Linked DNA regions of Gossypium hirsutum: region 1 is linked to region 2. The links are chromatin contacts, called in public Hi-C maps. All regions are on one chromosome and are shown on one strand. Each heading gives the region's core, a stretch centred on a gene start, on an enhancer-like site or on the middle of the called end of the contact. The rest is flanking DNA. Distances are from core to core; before and after follow the strand shown.

Region 1 (2,969 bases), core at 433-2,932, 110 kb before region 2:
CAGTTGGAAATAGTTTAGATCCTATTGCATGTAATTTCCATGCTACACATCTATACTTGATCTATGTCATTTGGTTGTGTTAATATATGTGATCAGGGATGGATTTAGTTACGATATATGTAACGAAAGTCGCCTTGGTTCTATGTTAACATAATTAATGGACTAGATTATTCGGAATACCTTTTGGATATGATAGTAAAATTTTTTAGCTGATAAGGTTATATAATGACATGTAATTATAGAGTAATTAGCATATATATGTGTGGTCCAAGTGGGAGATTGTTGGAAAACATGGGTATCACATATATAATAAGAATAATTACATGTTATTATTTATTATCATGATAGGTTAGCATGAATTAAAAGTGATCTAATTTGGTTAAGGTTTATTGGGCTTTAATTATTAAATAAAGTATGGGTCAAATATGTGTAGATACTCTAGTAATTTAGTTCTAATCAATTTCTAATTAATGATGGGCTAATTAAAAATTAGGGTTGATGTGCCAATGTTATATATATTAGAGTTATGGTCCCAAATTACACATAAAGTAACTTTTTAAATATATCATCTTTAGAAAAGAGAGAGCCACATTCTCTAGATTACTTGTGTGCTAATTTGGAAGATCAAAACCCAAGATTCGTAGACTAAAAGAAATCGATGAATTCAAGTATGTTTCCGCATTTAATTTTGTTCTTAATTTATTCTTGATTATTTGACATGATACATCCTGATTTATAATTTTAATTTTATATTTTAATTTTATTCTTGATTTATTCTTAATAATTTGATATGATACATCCTAATTTATAGTTCTAATTTTATATTAAATATTATTTACGGTTCTAGCAGTCTCTATCGAAAGTTTGGGATTTGCTTCGGATGAACATATATTGGTCTTTGGATAATGGTGGAATGGTGAAATTTTGGTATTATGTTTGGGTGCCTGATGTGGGACCTCTGTGAAATCAGGTTGCGTTTAAACATGTTTGTGATAACCAAGTGTTCAGGATATGGTGAATGTTGATGGTAACTGGAATTGGGGTTCTTTTGCACATCTTTTGGATAATTTGGTGCTTCTTAAAATTGCATTGATTCCCCACCAAAAGTTTGGGTTCGGACAGTGTATTTTTGGTAAGTTTACGGTTTGAGTAGCTTACAAGAGCCTGGTTGTTGAATCTTTTGAACCAAAAGATACTTCTTGGGGTCTAATTTGGAAGCTAGCAGCTCCACAACGAGTTAGTCAATTCTTGTGTCTCGTTCTAAGTGATCGTCTTCTTGTTAATTTTAAGAGAAGTCGAAGGGGACTCGTTGATGCTGCTACTTGCGCAATCTATGGTAATGCTGACGAAACAACCATTCATTCGCTGAGAGATTGTTATTGTGCACGCGCTATATGGGGACGTTCCGTCCCTTCAAGAATGCAAGGAATATTCTTTGGAATGGATCTTCGACCGTGAATTTTGATTTCTGTAGTATTCAGTGGGGAACATTGTTTGGTATTGATTGCTGGCGTATTTGGAAACAAAGTAATGCTGTAATTTCTAGAGAGGAACATTGCGATGTTGATAGCACTATCGCAAGATGTTGGGGCTGAGCGTTGGCAGTTACTAAATGTGATGCTGAAGTCAAAATACGAAGTTCTGTGCCTATAAAGAGGATATATGAAAGCTACCAACATCATGTTATATTAAAATCAACTCCGATTGAGCGATAATTGTTGATGGCTCAAGAGCAGCAGCGGGTGGAGTTCTAAAGGATGCATATGAAAATTGGATTGTTGGCTTTCGGCGTCAGATAGGAGTAGCGTCTGTTATGGACGCCGAACTGTGGGGAATCTTTCATGGACTTTCAATTGCTTGGGATCAAGACTTAAAGAAAGTTTAGGTGGAGTGCGATAGTTCCATAGCAATTGAGGTCTTCAATAATGGAGCTCATGTTTCAAATTCTATTGCGTAGCTTCGAAACATTAATGAGCTTGTTTGTCGGTGCTGGTAGGTGTGGATATCACATATTTCTCGGTCATCAAATATAGTTGCGGATATTATAGCAAAGAAGGCTATTGGCATGGATTTGCAGCTGCAGATATTTAAGACCTTGTGCCTGTTATCTAGTTTCAACTTATTAAGGATTCTAAAGACCATAGCTAAAAATTAAAAAATTTCCTCTCATTTTCATTCATCTTATCACTATAATTTGGAAGTTTTGATACGGTGATACAACAAAGAGAAGGTACAAAGGAGAGAGTGGTGATAGCCAATTCATCTAGACAAAGTGGAGAGTTGAAGGTTACAAATTGTAAATGTGAGGAGAGTCTTAAGATTGAGAGTTGAGGATAAGTTGACAAAATTTAGGTTTAGTATTATTGGAGAGTCGTTCCTTTCTTCATTATTTATAGGGTATTTAATGGTAAGATTCCCGTATAAGATGGTGTTAACGTGTTGGCCTTGCATTCTAGCCATCATTATAGTATGCATGGGATGTGTGTCTTCGATGGGATGAAGATGTTTATGATGGGACAGATTCTATATTTGTTCTGACTTGATAGTATAAGGTAGTTGAGCCACGTGTGGTGCTTAATGACCAGCAACTTCATGTTCCCAATAAAAGCTCAATTGCCTAGATGTTTGTTGGTACGCGCTTGTCCAGATGGTCATTTTGAGTGGGAAGTTTAAGGGGGACTTTCCGATTTTTCGATAATTGGCTTATTGTTTGTGATGTTCTTCTGGTTTGCCATGTGTCCTTATGCAAATGAAAATATTGATTTTTATGCATTAGGATAAAAATGATCATCTCTACTATTTTCTTTTCCTTTAATATTTTTTCTACCAAATATACTTGAGATTTATTTTGTTTCTACTTTTCCATTCAACCAAACATATATTTAAAACTTCCTCTTTAATACCTCAAGGGAAAAGATTGAAATTGTGGCAATCACATCCATAATTAATCATATAGAATGGATAATTTG
Region 2 (2,700 bases), core at 163-2,662:
CGAGGTCTTCAACTATCAAACAAACTTGGCCCTTTTCGTAAACGCCTTCGATGGACTTTGCGGTACCGTAATCCTTCACTTCTTTGCGGCGCATGAGCATGGAGATGGAGGTGTCGAGGGAGATGGAGGTGGCGATCGGGAGGGCGGTGTAAGGAACGCCACAGATGAGGTTAAAGGGTGTTTGGGGAGGGAGGGAAGAGAGGAGGGATTGGGAGATTTGGCGGAGGAGGGAAGGGTAGGAGATGATTAGGCGGAGGTCTATGTAGATAGGGGAAGAGATGCCGGATTTTAGCCTGAAGTTGCCGAATTTAACGGCGGAGATTTCGTGGAGTTGGAGGATGAGAGACTCTACTGATGACATTGTTGTTGCGGCGGCAACTGGTAGTGCTGATGGTGCAGGTGAGTGGAGAAGTGGTAGTGGGAAAGGGAGAGTGCTCTGATGCTTAATAAAAAAGTAAAGCCAGTTGACATACGTCTTCGTGTGGGTCGGGCTAAGTCGGATGATTACGTAAAAAAAAATCATAATTTTTGTTAAAATTTATAATCCAATTCAAATTACTCCAATGTACCCAAAAAGTAAGTGGAATATTTTTTTCAAAAAATTCATTAAGTAGTCTCCATTTTGAAAACCCAATTTCTTTTTCCCATCATTTTAGCCACTTCTGTCACTATCTGTTTTGATTTTAATCACTCTATTATATTTCTGTTAATAGAAGTTCAAGCTGCCATTTTTATAATTAACAAATAATTTTTATAATAGGAGAGGTGGTAATGATGTGAAGGTATGGTGAGAAATGGTGGTGATATTTGAGGCAAATGGTGGTTCCGCTTACAACTGATCACTCAATTTCGAAAGTCTACTAAAACAATAAAAGGTTTTGGACAACATGCGATATCCGAAAAATAAGTTTGGGTAAAATTTAAAATTTATTTTTTATATGGGCTGAGCTTTAGACAAGATTTTTGCTCGAGACTAACCGGTCCCAAATATATTATGTTCTAAAAAATACTATATTAATTATATATGTTAAATAATAATTATATAATTAAATCATTAACTCAATTACAATTAAACCATTACCCAAAATCTAAAAAAAAAAATTACCCAAAATATAAATTTTAAAAAATTATATTTATTACAATAAATATTATTATATTTATTTTTGTTTTTTAATATAATAAAACATTTCTTATATTTATGGTAGTGTTTTTTAATATAGCTACTTTTTAATGTATTTTTAATGTGTTAGAAAAGTTTCATTTTAGCATTTTTAGTGTATTATATTTTTTAAAAATATTTTAAATAAAATAATCTAAAAAAAATATAGGTGGGCCAAGTCGGCCCGAATTTACCTTTCTTAAATTGGACTAGACTTGAGCAAAAAAATAAGCTCATTTTTTGGGTTGGATCAATCCCGAACTTGAAAAATTAGTCTAAATTCTTTACAGGAGCTCAACTTAAACTCGATTAATCCCAGCCCATGAGCACCTCCAATTTAACTAGTGATGGGTTATGTCAATGTGGTGACGGATTGGTGGTTGAAATGATAAGGATGAAGAATATGGAATTTAAAATATTATGTGGAAATTTTATAATTTATTTATTAATTATAAAAATGCCAACTTAGACTTTTGTTAATAGAAATATTAAGCGATTAAAATGAAAAAAAAAAGAGTGCCTAAAATGATAAGAAATTTAAGTGCTTAAAATGAAAATTTATAAAAATTGAGTGATTATTTATATAATTTATCTTAAAAATTTTATATTGATATTTGTATTTTTATTAAAATTAAACAAAATAGTAATTTTAATAAGAAATATTAGTTGATTTGTTTTTTGACTTAGAAAGGTTCAAAACGTAAGACACATGAATCATATGTTTGGCTCTACTCTCATATTTTTGTATTCATTATTATTTAATATATATTTAATTATCATTCATAAATTAAATTTTACATTTAATAAATGATTGCTTTTAATTAGCGTTCATCAATGTATTAAATTTTAATGGATAGAAAAATAATGGACCAAGTCCTAATTTAGTAACAAAGACATGTAAGTAACATTTTTAAAAATTTGTATGTTGGGTTAATGTATTAGACTTACTTAGTGTAAGTAATAACTTTTTTCTTTTGTAAAATAATAAAATGAGATAACTATATTAAGCTAAAATGAACAAAAGCACCAAAAGTCTTGTCTTTCTCAAAAGTGTCAATTAACTCCCTAAGCTTATCTTCAACCACTTGTATACCCACTTTCTCATTAGAAGACATTTTGGCTATAAGACTAGCGACTTGATTACTCTTCCTAGGCAAATGCCTTATCACTCAATGATTTCTGCTCTGTATCACCTGTTGAATTCGCCAAAGCAAAGTTGAATTTGAAGACACAGAGTAACCTTCTTGGATAGCTTTTATCACCTCCAAACAATTTGTTTGAACCAAAGCCCTATCATGCTCCATTTCTTATAACAAGAGGTAACCATCCCAAATGCCCCATAACTTAGAATAAAAAATTGAACAGTCACCCAAAGCATGACTAAAATTGACAATCCAATCCCCAAATTGGTTTTGCAACACACCGCCAGAAAAGGCAGACCTTGTACTTACATTCATCGCACCATTACTATGTAAATAAACAAAGTTACCTAAAAATGATTGACCTTGAATACCAATACGCATACCAGGTGGGCTATTCTT

Evidence for each region. Hi-C and Micro-C count contacts between places; a contact is called where the count stands out from the background.
Region 1: a Hi-C map of petal shows a contact between it and region 2, with 5 times the contacts expected there. The contact joins the enhancer-like site here to the promoter of LOC107895284 in region 2. A contact is called at or near these places in 9 of 34 Hi-C or Micro-C datasets (anther, callus, hypocotyl and 3 more).

The regions. Positions count from the first base shown.
Region 1 is chrA13:96,356,989-96,359,957 of Gossypium_hirsutum_v2.1, reverse strand. No RefSeq gene overlaps it. Among protein-coding and RNA genes, the nearest start is that of LOC107895282, 3.8 kb to the right of the region's middle. Within about 2 kb of position 1,682, at least 2 of the 9 cell types and tissues checked have an H3K27ac peak or open chromatin away from gene starts, as enhancers often do.
Region 2 is chrA13:96,251,001-96,253,700 of Gossypium_hirsutum_v2.1, reverse strand. It overlaps LOC107895284 (uridine 5'-monophosphate synthase), which reads right to left and starts at 1,412. Exons shown (of 6, transcript XM_016820579.2): 1 at 1-1,412. The coding sequence starts at 523.